Regions from separate parts of the Mus musculus genome. Here all the other regions are linked to region 1. A link is a contact called in public HiChIP or PLAC-seq and promoter capture Hi-C data. All regions are on one chromosome and are shown on one strand. The core of a region is the stretch at or near the end of the contact, and the rest is flanking DNA. Distances in the headings are between cores, read along the strand shown.

Region 1 (2,796 bases), core at 179-2,678:
TAAAATTTCCACTAACCACAGTGAGCCCCGCAGTGGTGGCGCACTCCTTTAGTCCCAGCACTTGGGAGGCGGGAGGATTTCTGAGTTCGAGGCCAGCCTGGTCCACAGAGTTCCAGGACAGCCAGGGCTACACAGAGAAACCCTGCCTCGAAAAAACAAAAAGAAAGGAAGGAAGGAAGGAAATTAATTTTAAGACTTTTACCCAATATAGCTAAACTATTACCATTTGAGGATGTCATCAATACAGAAAAATTGAGATGTCTTACTGTTTTTATACACCTTCAAAATCCAATGGGTAGTTTAAGCACACGGGGCATCTCAACAGATTAGCGGCTTTTCAAACACTCAATAGTCTTAAGCCTCTAGCCAGCACGGTATTAAGTCAAGGATCTAAATTCTAGGCTCCATTAGTTAATAGAACACCAAGTAGGAGAACAATCTACGTCCTTTGTTTGTTTTATTTTTCGAGACAGGGTTTCTGTGTGTATCCCTGGCTGTCCTCGAACTCAAATCGGCCTGCCTCTGCCTCCCAAGTGCTGGGATTAAAGGCGTGCGCCAACAATGCCTGGCAACCATCTACGTCCTTAAGGCAATAAACGCAGCTCTCGTTTTCTGTTGATCGATGGCCAAAACGGATCCATACTAGTACCCTCTTGCAAGTTACATAAAGAATCGGTTCGTTCCATTATAGGGCCTTCCATCACATCATCGCTGTCAGCAATGGCATTAACGCCGCATCTTGCACACACTTCCAGAGAATGCATTCAGCCGGGATGACATCAGCTGTGATCAGTGGGGCTCGATAGAACCCAGGTGTGGTCGTCGCGAAGGGACAGGAACCCAAAGTACCCTGGTAAGCTAGTAGGTTTAACTGCTTTATGTCCGTCCTCGACCCTGACCCAGGTGATCCGGGTCAAGGGCTTAACTGGGGTGTCTTAACTGCCACCTTCATCCCCTGCCCAAAGCTGCGTCTCCTCCCCGGGGCAGAAGCATCAGGAAAGCGGCGGCACAGCCAGGTAGGTCCGCTCGACTGCGGCTGCCCTCCGGTCCCTCCACGCCGACCCGAGCCGCTCCCAGGCCTTCGCTGCCCTCCGCAGCGCCCGGCGTTGCCAACCCTGACCCCGGCGTGGCGAAACCAACCCGCCCCGAGGCCTGGTCGGAGCAGGGAGGCTCAGCTCCGGCCCGGGCGCGGCCTGCTCCCGCCCTCCGCCCCGCAGCCTTCCGTCCGGCCGTTACTGCTCAGGACCGGCTTCCGTTCCTACCTGTACAGCCGGCTCAGATTTCCACGAAAGGTGGTGCAGGACACTCAAGCTGCGGGTCGGCGGCTGTGGAAACGTCTGCTACCCTTCAGCCCTCAGATTTTGTGCCTCGTGCTGCCGGCCGGCGCGATTTAAATTTCCCGGTGACGCCGCGTTCCGATTGGCTGATTTGAGCCTAAGCTGCGCGTTCATTGGTAGGTTTGAAAAACACGTTAGGCGGGGGTGGGGGTGGGACGCAGACGCAGGTCGTAGGGGAAAAAAAAAAAAAAAGGTGGGGGTGGGGCGGTAAGCAGGGAAGCGTCGCGAGATGAGGGAGCGGCCGGGCAATCCCAGGGTGCCTTGCAGAAGGGTGACTCCAGATCTCAGCACACAGCATGGAGACCTGCGTTTCGTCTATGCTTAGATGGACACTGGGCCGTACCCTGTTTGCTTTCCCTGGGCTTGTCCTTAAACAAACACACGAAATTATTATTACACTTGTAAAAAAAGGCTTAGCTTGCGGTGATTGGCGCAGGCTTTTAATCCCAGCACTAGGAGTTCAAGGCAAACCTGGTTTATACAGCCAGGCCAACCAGGGCTAAATAGTGAGACCCTGTCTCAATCAACCAATCAGTCAATCAATCAATAAAAGAAAAGAGAAATATATTTACTTTAAAAAAATTTTACATCAGGAGCTGGTCACCGGGAGAACGTGGATCTGTGTGCCTCTTAACCATTAGTTGTATCACTATATTGTTTATAGTATTTGTTGATTATTTTATCTTTAGGCAATCATTAGTTGTATCGCTATATTATTGTTTGTGCTATTTACTGGTTATTTAATTTTTATCATGGGGAGTGGGATTGAGGCAGGGTCTCACATTAACAATAGAGCCCAGGCTAGCCTTGAACCTAATGCAATCCTTCCTCAACGTCAGTTCTGGGATTACAGACATGCCCCACTTTGTCCCGTGTGGTAAACTTTTAGATTACTTGGAAAATAAAGACAATGGAAGCCGGGCAGTGGTGGCGCACACCTTTAATCCCAGCATTCAGGAAGCAGAGGCAGGCGGATTTCTGAGTTCGAGGCCAGCATGGTCTACAGAGTGAGTTCCAGGACAGAAGCAAAAAAAAAAAAAAAAAAAGAAAAAGAAAAAGGACAATGGAAGCAGCAAATATGGTAACAATAATTTATTAGCCCGGTGGTGGTGGCGCACACCTTTAATCCCAGCACTTGGGAGGCAGAGGCAGGCGGATTTCTGAGTTCTCTGAGTTCGAAGCCAGCCTGGTCTACAGAGTAAGTTCCTGGACAGCCAGGGCTACACAGAGAAACCCTGTCTCGAAAAACAAAAACAAAAAACCAATAACTTATTAATACCTATTTTCTCCAAACCTTTAAAATTTTTTATTTATTTCTTTATTTTGCTCCCTTCCCCCAAACACACACACACACACACACACACACACACTTAATGGGTTTCTCTGTGTCTCTGTAGACCTGACTGAACTCCACAGACCTCAGAGTGCTGGGACTAAAGGCAGTGTGCCACCACTGCCT
Region 2 (2,936 bases), core at 187-2,686, 740 kb before region 1:
CCACATTGGGGAGAGGCTTGATTGGAACGAGGTCCACTCCTAAAAGATGTTAACTCAGTATTACAGGGTGGAGGAAGATGTAGGACAAAATTAGTACCTAACCCACCCCTCCCCCTCAAATACCCAAGAGTCACCCACCTACAATAAGACTGGATACAGGCATAAACTTGGCAGCCACCTGCAGCCTGTGAAAGAGACAGATTTAAATACCTTTCATCCTCCCTTGGCAAGGTGACTTCTCATCCCCTTAAGAGGCACCTGTTAAGTGTAGTGGCCAAATGTCTATGCATACATTCAAGAAGCAACCTGCTGGGCATGGCAACACAGGGCTGCATTACCAGCCACTAAGGAGGGCAAGAGATTAAGACCAAAAGTTCAAGGCCATCCTTGGCAATTTTTCAGCGTCCCTGTCTCAAAATAAAGCAATTGGAGATATAACTCGGTGGTGGAGGGGCTGCCTAGCATGAGTTAAGTCCTTAGCATGAGTTAAGTCCTTAGGTTCAGTACCACAAGAGGGGGAAAATGACGCTCCCTTCCAAAATTTGAGAGAGACACATACTATGGAATATTTAATCTGAATTGTGTAATCGGATTCCCATCCTCCCCGAAAAGCAACTCAAAGCCAACCAGTGCCAGGAACGTGTCATCATAGCAGCCCCTGCCAAACGTTACCATCCGCCAGGCGCAGCACACAGGTCCAACAAGGCCCGGGCTTTCTGCAGGAACTGAAAGCGGCGATTGAGCTGGATCAGTTTGAAGGCAGAGCGCGAACGATAACCTGGATCGTGGAGAGTGGGTGTATAAGGCAATACCGTCTACGGAGGCCTTTCCCAGGAGGAAAGCCTCACAATCCCATAACCCCCTCGAAGGAAAAGGAACTCGGGACTAGAAGAAGCGAAAAGACGGGGATGTTGTTCCTCAGCGCGAACCCACTCACCAGTCTCCTTGGCCAAGTGATAGAACTTGTCCCGCCGGCTCTTGCCTACTTTGCCTTTCTTGCCCATGGCGGGATGGGGGAGTATCACTCACTCTGGGGAGAAAGAAAAAGGTGAGATCGTCTTTCCGAGCACTGGATCTCGCTTCGGTTCCTCAGGCGGTGGAGCAATCACTTACCCAGACGTTAGATAGCCCTTAACTCCGCAGGTTTTCAACTCTTAGGAAGCAGCACATGTAGGCAGTAATCGTACTTCCGCTTCTGCGCGCGTTTCCTACATTCCTGGCGTCATGATTTCCGCCATTTTGAGTGTGGCCAAAATTTTTTTGTCAGCAGGCCTTACAAGTTAAAAGTAGAGGCTAGGAAGTAGAGTGCAATAACTCGTATCCTAAACGCTAGGAAGCATCAACCAGAAGTTCTATATCTCTTCACAAAACTAGTGACCTCCAGTAGAGCCTCTACTAATACAGCCACTGTGTTTGTATCGCCACACACCCCGCCCATTGACCCGGAACTGTTCTCGGTGGTGACCCAGGGCGCATGCTTTCGCCTCCGCGCCTGCGCGATAGAGTGACTTGGATGCCGGCGATCCCTGCCGAGAGAGGGAAGATGGCGCTTGATGGGCCAGAGCAGGTAAGGATTCTGCCGCGGCGGCTGGGCGGCATCCAAGCTGAGTGTGGAGTGCACAAAATCTGAAGTGAGGGGTGGCCACGAGCGAGAGGGTCCAGTGGATCAGGGGTGGGTGGATCACGTCAGACCGGACTCTGCCTGGGACTGGATCTGCTGTGTCAGCGCCGCCCTGAGGAAAGCAGGACAGGGGTGGGTGGAAACTGAATGAAGCTGGCAAGCCGGAATGGCCTGGGCTTCGACCTGGACTTGGTCCCTCTGTTCTGCCTTTGTCTGTAGTAGTTAAACCCTGGGGATGTGTAGCTCTAGCCACAGGGCAGTGCGCTCGGTGGGTATATGGCCCCTTGAGACTCCTAAAAGTCCTCGAAGGTAGGCGGTAATTGCATCCTTGTAGTGGATTCAGAAATGAAGGCTTAGAACCAAGAACTAAGCCTCCGAAGTTCAAACACACAGACCTCGCCCATCGAGATACCAGTTTCTGAGGAAAAGGGAATGGTATTTTCCTGACCTTGTTTCTTAAGCTATATGGTAGAGTGCCTCGAAAATACTTTGGCTTTACCCTTTAGTACTTTATGCCTTTTCTTTTTCTTTTCTTTTCTTTTCTTCTTTTTTTTTTTTAACACTTACACTTGTCTTCAGATGGAACTGGAAGAGGGGAAGGCAGGCAGTGGACTCCGTCAATATTATCTGTCCAAGATTGAAGAACTCCAGGTGAGTACAGACAGCAAAGGGAGCTAGTGGAGGACGGGAGCTGGTAGGTGCAGATTTCTCTGTGTCCTTTTTCCACTGGGAGTGCAGCAAAGAGTTCTTTTCCAATGTTGTTCGTTTGCAGCTCTTTGCTTGTCTGTTTCTTATGTGTATATGTATATATGCCTGCGTAAGCTTATGTGTATCACATATATACAGATGTCTGTGCAAGTCAGAAGAGGGCAGTGGATCCCCTGAAACTTGAGTTACGTACAAATAGTTATGAGCTACTACAGGTGCTGAGAACTAAACCCAGGCCCTCTGCAAAAGCAGTAAGAAACCCTCTTGACTGCTGAGCCATCTCTCCAGCTCCTTTGTAGTCAGGAGGTACCAAGCTGTGTAAGGTAGATTGATAATCTCTTTGATGGGAATAGTGTTTAGTTAGGATTTTTTGTTTGTGTGCTTGCTTGCTTGCTTTTCCAGGTTTTTCGTTTTATGTGTTTGGGTGTTTTGCTTGCATCCAATGTCTGTGCCCTACATTTGCCTGTGAAGGCCAGAAGACAGTGTAGGATGCCCTAGAAGTGGAGTTATAGAAAGTTGTGAGCGGCCATGTGGGTGCTGGGAATCGAACCCAGGTTCTCTAGAGGAGCGGCTGGCTCATTTATCCACCTCTCCGGGCCCAAGAGTC
Region 3 (2,700 bases), core at 103-2,602, 620 kb before region 1:
GCAAGGAAGAGGAATGGTGGAAATAAGACCAGAAAAGCAACAGGCCACCATCAAAAGGACCTGTTGCATAAAGCTCATAATTTATGTTGATGCTCTGTAGACATCGTTGGAGCCAGGACATTTAGGCTGGGCCTGAGTTTCCCATGTTTCTCTTTATGGTGACTACACAGCTCTATGCAGGACAGACATTTGGGATGTACCTGGTGTAAGACAATGGGGCCCTCGGTATTCACCTCCACTCTGTGAGGACCACGATGGTCCTGGATCCTGGCTAGCAGGGTCCCTACACATGGCTTGTCTTTCTCCCTCCCCACTCAGCCATCAGCTAGTGACATTCAATTCAGCGGCAAAGGAGGGGCTTTCCATGTAGATAGTGCTGGACTTGAACTTTCAACGTTGGTTATATATATTCTTTCTGTGAGCCTCAGTTTCTTCACTTGTTAAAAGGGATCATGTGCCCTCCCCTGGGTCCTGAGTGCAATTAGGCTTGGAAGCGTTTGGCAGGTTGTCTAAGACATAGGACACTCAGCACGTAGAGGCTGTGTCCTTCCAGGTCTCCTTGACCCACTGAAACAGCTTTCATTTTCATTTTGTTCTGCCAGTGAGCACAGTATCATCGGCTGCCCTCTGCTGTCCACTAGGCCCCTTTGGCATGCTGCCTCATCTCCGCTTAGCCCCTGGCATTCCTTCTGGAGTCTCCCATTTACCCACTGTCCACCACCCCCAACGTCGGTAGCCTGTCACATCAACATTCATTGATGAATGTTTCATCGACATTCCCAGATCTCTGAGTTTGTTCCCTCTAGTATCCAAAAGGCCTTGATCCTAGTCCTTAGCCTGGGGCCATGAGAAACCAAAGCCAGGCTGACACAGTCTTCTTTACCTATGGTGGAGAGGCCTCTGTGGCCAGGATGTCCCCTTCCCCCACCCCGATGCCTGAGGAGTATTAGTACTTCCCACCCTAAGATGCCATGTGCTGAAACCCCTGGGAGCTGGCTTACCTGGGCTGTAGAACAGGATAAGAAGAGACAGGCTCCAGCAAGCAAAAGAAGACATCTCAGGTGGGGTCTGTGGGGTCTGTGGAGTCTATGGGCTTCAGGGGCACAGCTGACGGCTGCCTGGAGGGTTAGGGAGAGATGTCTGCTACAGGTCGGGGAGTGAAGCCTGGCGCTCCCAACTGAAATCCACAATCTCCTCTGTGCCAGTGAGCTCATTTCCTCTAATTATCTGAGATCAGGAAACAATATGCACAGACCAGCTCCCAAGCCTTTAGGGCCTCAAGAATTCATGCAGAGGAAGCCAGGAAGCAGCAGATAAGCAGGGGTGTAACAGGGTTCTCTCACGTTGCATGCTCCCTGTGCGGGGATAGGAAAGCAATGGGAAATCACATGCAGGAAGTGTGTGTGCATGCATGAATGTGTGCAAGCTTGCATGCACTTACGTGTTTTGTGTGTGGGTGGGGGGAGTGTACATGGAATTTCTTTAACTGTACATTGGGCAGAGTGAGGTCTCCAAGATTCAGATCAGGGGAACTCTGAATTCTACCAGGCCTCGGTTGGCGTCATCTCTGGAAAGATGATATCCAAAGTTAGAACGCAGTCACATAGTAATCTCTTGCTAATGCCCTGCGTATATCTGCATGTCTCAATGTCTCATTTAGTTTCCAGCAGAAGCCTAGCCCTAATTCAGCCAACACAGGGCTCAGAGATTGCAAAAGGGCAGCCCACAGTCGTCTCCTGGGGCCCAGGAGGTCAGGAAACAGTGCCTACAACCTATTCCCAAACCCTAGACTCTTTCCTGGCCTTGTCAGTTAGTGCTTTCCTGTGCATCTCCTTACTTCAGGCAGGACCTTGGTCTTCCTAGCCTTCCTTCCGGGCACACTTCACCACAGGCAGAGAACTTTGGATACACGGCCTTCCCAGGAGGCACTGTGTTCACCATATTTAGTCAACCTTACTGTCTTAGTTCTGTCTTAGAACCTGGGGGATAGGCAGGGCAAAAGCAGGCCTCCTTGCTTTCTCGGTAGAATCCCAGAAAGGGCCTATCCAAAGGAAGCCCCAGGGTTTTGAGGGCTCATTATTGGAGCTCAGGAAGCCACCTGCAGGACCAGCTCCCAGTCCATTGTGTCCTCCAGATTTCAAGTAGAGGAAGCCTCAATGGCTCAGCCAGTGACCCTGTGACATCCTGTCCTTCCCACAGTGCTGAGTAGTGGCTGTTGTATATAGCTATCTAGTGCAGATGTTATCAGCCTGGATCAAGGGAAGTCCCCACATGAGGCTGTTGGGCTTTGAGATTCCACCAGAAAGCGAAGACCAGGTAAGGAGAGAAAAGAGGGAGAAGGGAGAAGTGGGGTGGGGTAGAGTGGGGGGAGGGTGGGGGAAGGGTGGGGGGAGGGTGGGAGTATCTGATCACACATTAGGCTGATAGAGTCCTGAGAACAGGGGACTGGAGGGCTTCAAGGGTTTTGGGTGATAAGGTGGGGGTTGGCCTTCTCTGGGTAATAATAATAATAATAATAAATAATAATGTGATAATAATACAGCAACACAAATGGGCAGACAAACAGACACCACTTAGGCAGGGAAGGAGTTGTCTTTTCATTTTTGGAGGGGTGTTGGTGACTGAGTCGCTACGGCTTCATGCATGCTAGACACATGCCAAGAGCTGCATCCCTAGACTCTTGGTGTTTTTCCCACCCCG
Region 4 (2,700 bases), core at 163-2,662, 930 kb before region 1:
TGCTCTTCCAAAGGTCCTGAGTTCATATCCCAGCAACCACATGGTGGCTCACAACCATCAGTAATGAGATCTGATGCCTTCTGGTGTGTCTGAAGACAGCTACAGTGTACTTATGTATAATAATAAAATAAATCTTTTAAAAAATAATATAAAATCTGTGTCCGTGCCCTTCCCCTCATCCTGCTTATTCAAGGCCATTGTAGAAGGAAACAGAAAGTAAAGAACTTGCCCAAGGTTGCACTACTAAATGGCAGAAACACACTTTGAATTCATCCAGCCTAACTTTAGAGAGCAAGACTTCAAACTGCCTTCACACTGACCTGCTTTTTTAAATGTGTTACGCTCTTGAGACTTAATTCACCCCCCCCCTAGAGAGCTCTTAAAGAGTTTCAAGCAGCTGCTACATTATTTTTTCTTTATTTTTCCATAGTGTCCTTTTTCTCTTGTTTTCTCTGCCAAGAGAACCGATGGTGGAAGGGGCTGGAGAAATAGCTCAGCAGTTAAGGATATTGGTTGCCCTTCCAGAGGACCCAGGTTCAATTTCGATTCTCCATGTGACAGCTCACAACCATCAGTTCCAGGCTATCTTGATGTCAACCTTGGCGGCGGTTTCTTTATCTGTAAAATAAATATCTGAGAACACCAGGCACACATGTAGCGCACAGACATACATGCAGTCAAAACAACCATACACATATATTAAAAATACTTAAACTAATTTTAAAACAACAGATGGAAAACGAAGATAGCAGTTTGACTCAAAGGCTGGCCCGATCTTTTGTCCAGTATGGGTTGGCAAAACAGGCAATGCCATCCTTGTTTACAGAAATGAAATCTAAATCAGAAAGTTTTAAATGACTGGGCAAATCGCTTCTCGTCGGCTGGTGGGGTAGTGGCTTATTTTGTTTGGTTGTTTTTTTTTTTTTTTTTTGTCGTTGTTTGTTTTAATTAAAGTTTTTGCTTTTTTTTTTTTTTTGAGACAAAGTCCTAAGGTTTCCTTCGCCTCTTAAGTGCTGGAATCACAGACATGGCCTGCCACGCCCAGCATTTAGTACTTTTTTGTTTATTGCTTCCTTTTTTTAAACAGGCAACCTTGGCGGCGGTTTCTTTATCTGTAAAATGAACCGACTGAACTACATATTTCTTTTTCAACCAAACAATTCTTATTCTGGACTTGCTCAGTTAGGAAGGAAAGTCAGTCACCTGAATCTCTCCGGGAAGGTGATCTGTCGTTTCCAAGCAACCGGGAGCAAAGAAGGGTTGCGTCACTCCTGGCAGGGGCGGGGTTGGAACGAGTACCGCGAGGCAGCGGAACCAACTTTGCAGAATCCGGGAACGTCTTTTTGCGGCGGACCGGGCAAAGGAAGTGTACTGCACCATTTAGGGTCCCCGCGCCCGGCTCCTTCGCGGTCACTCAAGGCAGTGCAGCGTCAGGAAGAGCCGAACCTCTGAGTTTCTGGAGAGCTGTAGCAGCGGTCTGAACGTCCAGACCGGGTTGTTCCGGGGCCGGACTAGACGGGCTGATTTTAGCTGCTCATCTTTGCACCGCGCAGCCCCTTGTCGAAGCAGATGATGTCTTGGGCTGCCGCCAGCCTGAGAATGACCGCTGTCCCGTGCTTTCGTGTGCGATGCCTCGGGTTCCGCGTGGGTCCTTGGGGCGCCTCCCAGCATGCAAACCCCGGCTGTGGTGCAGCGCCACACAGGACGCTGCATGTCAGCGCGACGGCCTCGGCGGGACACAATAAGTGGTCTAAAGTCCGGCACATCAAGGGCCCCAAGGACATGGAAAGGAGTCGAATCTTCTCTAAACTCACTCTCAGTATCCGCCTGGCGGTTAAAGGTGAGAACCTGGTAGTCCTCACTGCTGGTCACTGAAGCTCTTTAGGTGCCTAAGGCTTCATTTAGGACCGTCCCCCCAACCCCCAGTTGTCATAATTGTCCTACTCATAACCCTCAAAGCACTTACTTACACTGGATATACCTGTTTTCCTTTTCAAAGACCTTCAGAGACCCGCCCTTAGATAAAAATGACTTCATCTAAGGGTATAGTTAGAAGGTACTTCATAGAAATACGCCTTAAGAAAGTGTGGCAGCGCGGCCGGCTTGCCCGATTTCCGCGAGTTGGTTCTGTCGGTGCCGGTCGCGGGTTCCCGTGTCGTTCCGGTCTTTTTCCGCTCCCGAACCTTTGTTTTATTTTGCCGGGCGAGGTGGCGCATGCCTTTAATCCCAGCACTCAGGAGGCAGAGGCAGGCGGATTTCTGAGTTCGAGGCCAGCCTGGTCTACAAAGTGAGTTCCAGGACAGCCAGGGCTACACAGAGAAACCCTGTCTCGAAAAACAAAAAACAAAAAACAAACAAACAAAAACAAAAAACAAAAAAAGAAAGTGTGGCAGAAGCCGGAGGCCTCGAACCAGACCAATAATTCATGGCAATGGACATTTGCAAGTGAAGCTGTTTGGACAAAAGAATATCCAGTGTGACACTCCACAACACCGCAGCTTCTGCTTCTACATCAGGGATGGGTTTGGTTTGGTTTTGTTTAGGGGAGGGAGACTGCAAGCGTGGAGAGGATGGATCTGGAGGGATGACAGGATCAGTGTGAGATTGGGGTGCATGATGCGAAATTCACAAAGAATCGATTTAAAAAGTTAAAGATATTTATCAAATAAAATGACTGGAAGAGGGAAAAGGAAAAAATAA
Region 5 (2,700 bases), core at 110-2,609, 780 kb before region 1:
CCCCTGTCTCAAAAGCTCCAAGGGGCCGGTAGGGTGGGTGAGGTATCCCAGTACTCAGGAGTCAAATGCAGGCACATGTCCAAATTCAAGGCTAGCCAGGACTACATAGCGAGACCCTATACTTAAGGGGGTGGGGGTGGTGGCAGGTATAGTAGTTCCAGTGGCCTGCCCTGCCTTGTCCTACATAGTGATATTAGGCCAGCCTGCAAGAGTAAGAGGCACTGCCTCAAAGAACAAAGAGCGTCTGCTTTAGTGGCTCCCTGTCCAAGCAGAAGTAACTACATATCCCTGTCAATTTGACAGTCTGGCCATTTCAGTCTATACCAGGAGTGTTCACAACACAGAAGTGTTTCTAATGGAATTCATACAGGCTCCCTCAAGGTTATTTATGTTAAAATTATCCAAGCCATTTGTGCACTGGCTTTCTGATAAGACTCAGCTGGACCTGTCAACCCATTTCTCAGATGCACAGCTCTCTGCCAGGCCATCCAGCCTCTAGGACTTCTGAAGCAGAAAACACTAGACTCCAAGCCAGGCACAACATTAACACACCCATCTTGATTATCTTCCGCAAGCTCTCTCAGTAAAAAGGAGTATATGTAGCAATCATTGCTTGTCCTCCCAGGCCTCTGTGGCATCAGTCAAAATGATGAAATTTCTAGAAATGATGTAGACATTACTGTCACCTTACAAAGTAAAGTGTTGGTTACAAATAACTTGCATGTTAGAAACCTTCGGGTAAGGTCGACTCTAGAAGCGGTTGCTTCCGTGAAACTTCTAGTGTCTAGTCCTAGGTCCACCACGGAGAAGCCTAGTTCGATGCTCTTTTATTCTTCTGGCTACACACCAGATATTTTCTCAGATTTTGTCCTGTTGGTTGGGATCTACTCGAAACCTTCCCCCAAATCTTCCTAAAGCCCAACATAAAATGGAGCAGAAAAGGATGGACAGAGGTTTAGTCTTTTTTTTTTTCTTTTAATTCTGGAAAGATAAGTTGAGGGTATTGATGCATGTCACCACCGGCCGGACTTAAAGGGTTGGTTAGGAGGGAAACAGTACCTGGCTCTGCGGCCATGCAACTTAGTCACCGCTCGGCCTGGCACGGTCACACCGACTGGAATGTCATGGCCCCGCTACCTACCTGCACCCGAGGCTGCAACCGGGCCCGGGGCTCCTGAGGCCACTACCTCCAACCAGCCTGCCTTTGTCTGGTTTCTGTCTTCAGGTCGCAAAGATAATCTGCGGGCCGCGATGTCACTGAACAGCCCAGAACAGGTAGCTCAGTCACGGCACCCTACTCTTCACGTAGCTTCAGCCGTCCGTTACGTAGAATGCGTACAGCTAGTTTGCGCCTGCGCGCGGGGTGGGGGCGGGGCGCGGCCTTCAGGACATCCGCGCAAGGCGAGCTAGGGCTGCTGGGAAAATTACGTAACCCCCAGCGTCCCCTGGGCTACAAGTGCTCTAACTAGCGGAGGCTGCGTTTCTCCCGTAGGGTTCCGTCCGTCGGGTAGACGTCACTTTGATCGGATGCTCCGGAAGCTAAAGGTGGCCATAGTCTATGGGGCCATGTGGACAGAGGCATGAAGGGAAATGTTGCCCGAGTCGTGGGTTTTTTGTGTTGCTTTGGTTTTTGGCAAGGGACAAGAGCTAAGGGAAGGTGGACATTCTTATGTAAATGAAGTTTCCAATCAACACCTTATTACCTTGAGTTTTTCGGGCGGTTCCCCATCGCCGCGGCTCTCTTCATTGCAGACTCCCTCACTACACGACCCAGACACAATCCTCACCCAGGACCAGATTCCCGTCCGGGGTGTGTGACGTAGTTATGTTGCGTTCCGGAATCGGAAGAGCGGCATTAATTGGCGCCTTTCGGCAGCCGTAGCCCCAGCCCCACCCTTCGGCTCGCGCTCTACTTAGCGCGCATGTCAGACGCTCCCCCCACCCTACCCCCAGTCAGCAACGGGCCGTGAGGCGGCGGCGAAGGGGGCGGAGGAAGAGCGCGGCTGGACGCGGTCCCGCACCGCGCGTACGCAGGGCCGCGGGGGTTCTTTCGCGCCGACTGGAGTAGCAACTGCGTCTGCAGCCGCGGCAGCGGGTTTGGGTGAAGGGCTCGCCAGACGCAGTGCCGCTAGCCCGGGGGACACGAGAGGTAACTGGGGCCTGGCGAGGGCGGAGGAACCTCGGCCTCGTTTAACAAAGAATCGGCAGAGCCTGGGGACCCGGGTGGCTGCGGGGGTCCGGGCAGGGATGGGTACGCGATCTGGAGCCCCGAGGTGGCCCTCTGGAGCTACGTTGCCTTCCCACGGCTCTGCTCCTTGCACGTCTTAACGAGGCCCACTTGGCGGCTTTCCGGAGGCGGTGCTTGATGGGCTCCAGGAAGGGATTTTTCAGGGTGCTGGGCTCCGAAGCTGTGAGAGCCAGTGGAGGAGTATTGATCCTTGTAGGTAGCTGTTGGGGATTGCGGACCCACAAATGGAGGCGGGGAGGGTCTCGGTAGCGGAGGTTGACAGATTAGAAGGCTGTGATAGTCATTGATCTTTGTGAAACCTTGAGTAGATCATGATTAACATCATCACCATAGTTACAAACTTTTTGCGGCCTACTTGAGCCTACCTGATTTGAATAATATATATGGGTTGAAAACCTGTATCAGAATCGTAAGGAAAAAATTATACTAGTCAAGTTTGGAAGCATATATAA
Region 6 (3,050 bases), core at 537-3,036, 810 kb before region 1:
CAGCCCTCAGTAGACAGAGACAGGAGGATCAGGAATTCAACATCACACTTGGCTACAGTCTCTTTTGAAAAAAAGAAGAGACAGAGTGTAGTCTATAGACTCCACTTCCCTTTTTGTCCCCAGTCTATTGTTGACACTCAGTACCCTCTATTACAGCAGCGCTCCCACTAACCACCTACATTCCTCACCTTAGCTTTTTCCCCTCAAGGCAAGGTTTCTCTGTGTAGCCTTGGCTGTCCAGGAACTCACTCTGTAGATGAGGCTGGCCTCGAACTCACAGAGATCCGCCTGCCTCTGCCTCCCGAGTGCTGGGATTAAAGGCATATACCATCATGCCTGGCTCTCACATTAACTATTACACTTACCAATGTGTGTATATGTATGTATATATGTGTATATATATGTATGTGCTTGTGTGTGTATGTATGTATATATTTATGTGTGTACCTGTTTCTATGCTTGGTGAAGCTAAAGGACATTGTGTATTCTACTCTATCACTCTGGACACAGGCTGACAGCCAGCAAGCTCTGGTGTTTCTCTTGTCACAGGCTCATGGCCACACATGGCTCTCTACATGAGTTCTGGAGACGGCAGCATATCTTCCTATCTACAGAGACACCTCTCCAACCACCCAACCATACTATCGCCTCATTATCTCTCCCACTACAACAGGTACCGATAGGAGAATTCACTTGTTCTGACAGACTTTTTTTTCTTCTATTTTTACCGCTGGTCCTCCAAACTTTATGTCGGAGGTCACAACTATAAACCCAGCCAAAAAATCTTCTAAGAAACCTAATTAAAGGGTGAAGAGAGTTGACCAGTTTCCGTACTATAACTAATGGTTAAACTATTAAGTTCCTGCACTACGGCAGAAGCAAGTTAGCAATTTTCTTTTTGGTAGTGTGGAGAATGGAAAGCAAGTCCGCACTGATGTTAATCAAGAACTCAGGCGCTGAGCCACGCCCACAGTCTCAAATTTGGTTAATCAACCCTCAAGGATCTGAGTCAGTCTCAGGTGTTGGGTACCTCCGGATAAGGTTATCAACTATCATGAAGACCCATCCAAACACTGGAACATAGTTCTACTTCAACGGGTATTTCAGTAAGACCGAGTCCAACCGTCTGGGAGAAAGGGGTCAAATTGAAGTACCTTAGGGTCTTAGCAGAAGACTGAGTTGAGAAGTTATCTATTTCCTAAAATTATGAACAATTTTATTTAGCCACTCCCCTTCTGTCATGCTCACTCTCCGCCACCATACTCGGTCCCCAAAACTGCTGGGACACTTAAGACAACACATTTAGAAACTCTTCGTTTTGACCAAAGCAGAGAATAGCTCTGATCTTGCTTCCGTATGAGAACTCAACCCCATTTGGAAGCCCCGGAAAAGGTGGGGAGGCCATGCGGTAGCTAGCCTCTCCGGTCCGGCAACTCTGCTCAGCATCTCCCCAGCCAGGCCCAAGCCTAATTTTGCTCTCAGGCTGTAACCTCAATGCGGGAACCCAGAACCCAGGTTAAATGAGGGCCAGAGGAGGGCGAGGGTGAGCCGGGATGGCCACTTGAGGCTCACCCCCGAGGACACGGACTCGGAGTCTGGCAAGAGGGATTATCCCTGGGAGCGCACCAGGCGGCTCCGCCACCGGGTACCTGGTCTAGGAGTCAGAGCGCAGTACCGACTCCGTCTCGGCTCCGCCTCCTCAGTTTTGTAGCCGCGCTGCCGCCAGGCCGGTTGCTGGGAGGGAGGTACGCAACGTGACATGCGCAGTGGAGGGACCCAGGGAGACTGGCCGAGCCTCGCCCCTCCCCTTCACGGAACAAGCCCCTCCTACTCCCGCCCCACGGAGGAAGTCCCGCCCCTCCCCTACGGAGAAGCCCTGCTTTGCCCCACCCAAGAAGGGAGCTCCGCCTCTTGCCTCCAGCAGAGGAAGTCCTGCCTTGCCCGGTTCTCAGAAGATGCTCCGCCTTACCCCCTGCCCACTAAGGACTCTGCTTCGTCTCGCCTCGCTTCACCCCACCCATCCCAGTGGAGGAAGCTCCGCTTTTCCCCAGAGAGAGCTTCTGCTTCCATCCCACGTTACCGTTACCGGACATGCTAGACCCGCAGTCGCTTCGTCAGGGAGAGAGTTATTAACTAGTCTTTTTTCCCCTTTGCTGAGGTCGTTCCTTATCTAGGACGAAGGCAGGTTTCCCCACGTATGTGGAAGCGAAAGACCTTGTCATTGTTGCAGTTCCAAAGGACCCTAGAGTCTCCCTCGAGTCTCTGTACCCCTCCTAACCCAGCAGCAAGAAAAGGGGCAAGGGCTAACTATAGCTATTGACTTGGCTACCAGGGGTATTCCCACCCCTCATCCCACACTCTGCGGTTCCCAAATCCCAGGTGCCATTTCACCTGGTAGGACTCCAATTGAAAAACAAGTCTTTCTTGGGTCAGTCTCAGGCAATAGAACAACAAAGAGGAAACTTACCCTTTGTGCCCAAAGTTCCTTCTCCTTAAAGCACAGAAAATAGCTCAACTAAACGAGAGCTATGGTTTGTTTTTTGTTGGGGTTTTTTTTTTTTTTTTTTTTGTCCCTAAGTGCTTCATAACTATTTTTTGGTAGTGAGGTATTTTTGAGATAGTGTCGCATGTAGTCTGGACTGGCCTTCAGATCAGCTTCCCTCTGCCTCTGCTGGGATGGGATTAAAGACTTGGTGGTATGTCCTCTATTAGCAGAAACCTGTGATGAGTTTGCCTTTATGAAAAAAGACAGCAGGGGCCAAACCATATAGGACTAATAAAATGAGGACTCCGTTTTATCATGAAGTGATTTTTAGTCACTTCAGTTACTGTGGAGTGAGGGCCCAATACATCTGTGTACATACTGTCAAGTAATGAATACTTGTTTTTTTTCCTGTCTCAGATTTATACCAGTCGACTAACTTCCAAGAATTTTAAGTTTGGCCACATCATACAGGAACTTGGAAACGCACACTACCCTCACCTGAAGATCTCAATGTTTTACACACAGCTGTAACCTTGCCTAGTGCGTTTAACATGCCAAATTTGTT
Region 7 (2,878 bases), core at 378-2,877, 840 kb before region 1:
AGCCTTATGCCTGAAACCTGTGTGAGGGAGCCTCATCCTCTCCCACCCCGCGCCCCCGGGTTAATCTCCTTTCCACTGCCCAGCGGGAGGCCATGTGCTGGGAGGGAATGGGTGTTAAAGGGGTCTCAGGCCGTCTTGGTGCCTGAGTCCACCTCCTTGTGGGCCCAGAGCTCCTTGTGCTGTTTACGACCAAACCCTTCATCGTAGTTGCCTTTACTCTTAAACAGCTGCTGAAAGTGAGGTCTGCAGTAAAATTCACCGTGCATTGCAGCATAACTGCCCAGGCTGTGGAAGCAGAGAACATCTGGGTCAGTCTGGGGCAGGGCGGGAAGGTAGGGTAAGGGTGGGCAAGTAGGTGGGCAGGCCGGGACAGGGCAGGAGCGCACCTGAGTTTGGTGTGGCAGTGTTTGCAACAGAAACAAGAGTTGTGGAAAATGAGCTTGTCTGCCACCAGCCGCTCCATCGGGTACACAGTCTTCTGGCAGGCTGCACAGGTCTCCTTCACCTGAGCCCGCAAGCTAAAGGACTGTGGAGTAGGAGCAGAGTACACTTAGCAAGAAGCCGGGTTAGCGCCGACCCTTTCCTCTGCCCACACCCACCCTTAGGACCCTACCTTAGACCGCTGTACCGTGCTGCTGCCACTGCTGCCTTTGGCTTCCTGGGGGAAGAGGAAGAGTCAGAGGGGTCAGCTCTCCGGTGGCCCAGCCCACATCCCAGGGGCACTCGAGGTGGCACAAGGTGCCAAGCAAACAAGCTGCTCTTGTCCCCTTGACTCCTCCCCACCTGGCTGGACACCTACATGAGAGGGGGTGGCCTGGGCGGCTCCGGCAGCTTGGAACATGGCTCTTCAGAGGTGCTTGGTGGCCCTGGAGGAGATGCCGAGCCAAGAGGGTTCTGCAAGGGGAAGTCAGTCAGTGGGGCCCCATGAGCCCTCCCCCACTCTGCAGGCTGGGGTGTTTTTAGGCAGGGGGTTGGGGGGCTGCGGTTGGGACTTTCCCTAAGTCATTTCCTGTTGCTCTGGGTCTTGCCACTTCCGCCCCTCACCCACCCCCAACAGCCTACCCGCCCCTCATACAGCCCCCAAGGGTTAGGGGGTCCCTGAGTGGAAACATATGTGGAGACAGAACAAAGTTAGCGAGAGTGGCCGGGGACAGGGGCTCCACGGTCTTTGCCTGTGGGAAGCACAGGCAGAGACCCCGCCTGGGATGAAGGGAGGTCAGCAGAGGTCTGGGCAGGGTACCGCCAGACCCGCGCGCCCCCTCACCGGGCTTAGACGTCCAGCCCCTAGACAGTGCTGGGCCCGACCTCCTGCCTGGCCAGGCTGCGCTGCCTCCCGCGCCCGCTCTTCGGGACCCCAGACCCCGAAACCCCACCCCACCACGAGCCGGCCCTACGGGACCGACGCGAGCCTCGGGATCCCCGCGAGCGCAACGCGCGAACCGCCAGGCGGCGTCGGCCCCGCAACGCTCCGCGCCCCTCCCCCCGGCCGCCGTGGGTCTCACCGGGCCCGGCCTGCGCCGCGGGGCGGGGGTCGGTCGCTGCGGGACCGCCTCGGGTGCAAGTGGCGCGGGCGCGAGCTGCCGCCGCTGCCAGTGGTCCCCGAGCGGCAGCCGCCGCCTCACCGCGGCGCCGCCCCCGCCGGCCCCCGCCCCGCGCCCGCCCATTGGCTCCGCGCGCCCGGGGCCGCCTCCGGGAGAAGCCGCCGCCGACCCCCCTCTGTGCTTTGTCTTTCCCTTGCTCGCCGTCCCCCCGCCTTTGTCTGCCCCCACATCGCTTTCACAGCCCGCGCTCTCCCGCCTCCCGGAGCCAACCTCCTCTGCCGCTCGTGGAGAAGGGACGACGGCGGGGACCGAATCGCAGATCTCGGGAGGAGACGAGTTCAGCCTGCGATCGACACGCAAGGCTCTTCCGGCGCGGACCTTCAGAAATGGCCTGGGCCTTTACTGCCTCGGTTTACCCGTTAGCCGTTGTGAACGCAGTCCCATTAGCTCCGCCCCCTTCTTGCGCTCTTAAGACCCAGTAGTTTGAGGCACCCCACTGTGGGGACTCGGGAGGCAGGTCCACTGGCAGCCACGGAGTCCTACAGAGGAAGATGGAGGCGGCTCGTAGTCCCTCCGTATACCCCGATGTTAGGCCAAGGGAGCCGGCGGTGGGCCCATGTCACTACTGAAGGGGTGTGACAGATCCGCTATCCGAGAACTGCAGCCTTGTGGTTTCCGAAATCACCAGCCCCCTTAAGCTCGACATCCTAAATGGTTTCTGTGACCAGATTTTGTGGGATTAGTAACCTCGGGCCTTGCCATGGCCCAGGTCAAGCCCCTATCTGAAAGGACCCACTTCCTTGCATCAAGCACACCTTGTTCCACCGAAGGGAGCAGAGAGCCATTTAGGCTGGAGTTGTTTAGAGAACAAAGTGCAACAAGAGCTGCTTTTGCCGCTCCGCCCCAGCCCACTGCACAGCAGGTTGAGGGGAAGGACTCTAGGCAGCAGCATCTAGGGCACAGACTTCTGCTGAGGGCTTTGCCTGAAGCCCAGCTGGAGACTGTCTTCACACAGCCCTCGGCGACATATTTCCACACCCCTGTAACAGGAATAAAACTGGTGGCTCTAGCGCAGGCCCACGCGTGTCAGGGAACAGAACAACTTACCGCCTCCTGCCTGGCAGGGGAACAGGGAGGCAGCAGGCAGCATCACCCATCCCCACCCGCGCCCCACTGTGGTGCTAATGCACCCACGCTGAGCTTCGCTTTTCTCCCTCAGCCTCAGGTCGATGTTTGCCTGCACTGAGGCTCAGCCTGGACTTCGTAATGGGTGTTCCTCCACAACTAGGGGTGACTCTTCCTAGGAAAAATTATCCACACCTATCATCAGATTCTCC

Evidence for each region. Promoter capture Hi-C pulls out the DNA fragments that hold promoters and counts their contacts. HiChIP or PLAC-seq counts read pairs in DNA pulled down with a chosen protein or histone mark. Capture Hi-C pulls out chosen DNA fragments and counts their contacts.
Region 2: a promoter capture Hi-C map of pre-B cells shows a contact between it and region 1, with 5 times the contacts expected there. The contact joins the promoter of Ftsj3 here to the promoter of Kpna2 in region 1. A contact is called at or near these places in 8 of 39 promoter capture datasets (cranial neural crest, embryonic stem cells, hematopoietic stem and progenitor cells and 3 more), 3 of 484 Hi-C or Micro-C datasets (all in embryonic stem cells), 4 of 115 datasets of contacts at active chromatin or transcription factors (astrocytes, embryonic stem cells and stem cell-derived neural progenitor cells) and 2 of 9 other capture datasets (adipose tissue and liver).
Region 3: a contact with region 1 is called in a promoter capture Hi-C map of adipose tissue. The contact joins the promoter of Icam2 here to the promoter of Kpna2 in region 1. A contact is called at or near these places in 4 of 39 promoter capture datasets (the C10 cell line, hippocampal neurons, liver and 1 more), 1 of 115 datasets of contacts at active chromatin or transcription factors (double positive thymocytes) and 1 of 9 other capture datasets (adipose tissue).
Region 4: a contact with region 1 is called in an H3K4me3 HiChIP or PLAC-seq map of bone marrow-derived macrophages, with 5 times the contacts expected there. The contact joins the promoter of Taco1 here to the promoter of Kpna2 in region 1. A contact is called at or near these places in 1 of 39 promoter capture datasets (pre-B cells), 1 of 115 datasets of contacts at active chromatin or transcription factors (bone marrow-derived macrophages) and 1 of 9 other capture datasets (adipose tissue).
Region 5: a promoter capture Hi-C map of neural stem cells shows a contact between it and region 1. The contact joins the promoter of Ccdc47 here to the promoter of Kpna2 in region 1. A contact is called at or near these places in 5 of 39 promoter capture datasets (the HPC-7 cell line, cranial neural crest, erythroid cells and 2 more), 4 of 115 datasets of contacts at active chromatin or transcription factors (bone marrow-derived macrophages, craniofacial prominence, embryonic limb bud and 1 more) and 2 of 9 other capture datasets (adipose tissue and liver).
Region 6: a contact with region 1 is called in a promoter capture Hi-C map of embryonic stem cells, with 4 times the contacts expected there. The contact joins the promoter of Strada here to the promoter of Kpna2 in region 1. A contact is called at or near these places in 5 of 39 promoter capture datasets (the HPC-7 cell line, embryonic stem cells, hippocampal neurons and 2 more), 1 of 115 datasets of contacts at active chromatin or transcription factors (microglia) and 1 of 9 other capture datasets (liver).
Region 7: a contact with region 1 is called in a promoter capture Hi-C map of neutrophils, with 3 times the contacts expected there. The contact joins the promoter of Limd2 here to the promoter of Kpna2 in region 1. A contact is called at or near these places in 4 of 39 promoter capture datasets (liver, neutrophils and pre-B cells), 1 of 115 datasets of contacts at active chromatin or transcription factors (bone marrow-derived macrophages) and 1 of 9 other capture datasets (liver).

Annotation. Positions count from the first base shown.
Region 1 is chr11:106,998,097-107,000,892 of GRCm38.p6, forward strand. It overlaps Kpna2 (karyopherin (importin) alpha 2), which reads right to left and starts at 1,429. Exons shown (of 11, transcript NM_010655.3): 1 at 1,263-1,429. Gm39424 (a long non-coding RNA gene) reads left to right here and starts at 1,373. Exons shown (of 3, transcript XR_880255.3): 1 at 1,373-1,453.
Region 2 is chr11:106,254,648-106,257,583 of GRCm38.p6, forward strand. It overlaps Ftsj3 (FtsJ RNA methyltransferase homolog 3 (E. coli)), which reads right to left and starts at 1,437. Exons shown (of 21, transcript NM_025310.3): 1 at 1,114-1,437; 2 at 938-1,030; 3 at 673-778; 4 at 139-185; 5 at 1-39. The coding sequence starts at 1,004. It overlaps Psmc5 (protease (prosome, macropain) 26S subunit, ATPase 5), which reads left to right and starts at 1,538. Exons shown (of 11, transcript NM_008950.1): 1 at 1,538-1,567; 2 at 2,201-2,272. The coding sequence starts at 1,544.
Region 3 is chr11:106,381,429-106,384,128 of GRCm38.p6, forward strand. It overlaps Icam2 (intercellular adhesion molecule 2), which reads right to left and starts at 1,353. Exons shown (of 4, transcript NM_010494.2): 1 at 1,002-1,353. The coding sequence starts at 1,056.
Region 4 is chr11:106,064,679-106,067,378 of GRCm38.p6, forward strand. Taco1 (translational activator of mitochondrially encoded cytochrome c oxidase I) reads left to right here and starts at 1,413. Exons shown (of 5, transcript NM_027346.2): 1 at 1,413-1,840. The coding sequence starts at 1,570. It overlaps Taco1os (a long non-coding RNA gene), which reads right to left and starts at 1,363. Exons shown (of 3, transcript XR_003949781.1): 1 at 1,204-1,363; 2 at 1-618.
Region 5 is chr11:106,215,008-106,217,707 of GRCm38.p6, forward strand. Ccdc47 (coiled-coil domain containing 47) reads right to left here and starts at 1,360. Exons shown (of 13, transcript NM_026009.2): 1 at 1,142-1,360. Ddx42 (DEAD box helicase 42) reads left to right here and starts at 1,919. Exons shown (of 18, transcript NM_028074.4): 1 at 1,919-2,149.
Region 6 is chr11:106,191,817-106,194,866 of GRCm38.p6, forward strand. Strada (STE20-related kinase adaptor alpha) reads right to left here and starts at 1,787. Exons shown (of 13, transcript NM_001252448.1): 1 at 1,650-1,787.
Region 7 is chr11:106,158,549-106,161,426 of GRCm38.p6, forward strand. It overlaps Limd2 (LIM domain containing 2), which reads right to left and starts at 1,628. Exons shown (of 5, transcript NM_172397.4): 1 at 1,503-1,628; 2 at 800-894; 3 at 614-658; 4 at 387-526; 5 at 1-285. The coding sequence starts at 841. The coding sequence ends at 126. Gm10840 (collagen alpha-1(I) chain) reads left to right here and starts at 840. Exons shown (of 2, transcript XM_030246469.1): 1 at 840-910; 2 at 1,212-2,611. The coding sequence starts at 840. The coding sequence ends at 2,013.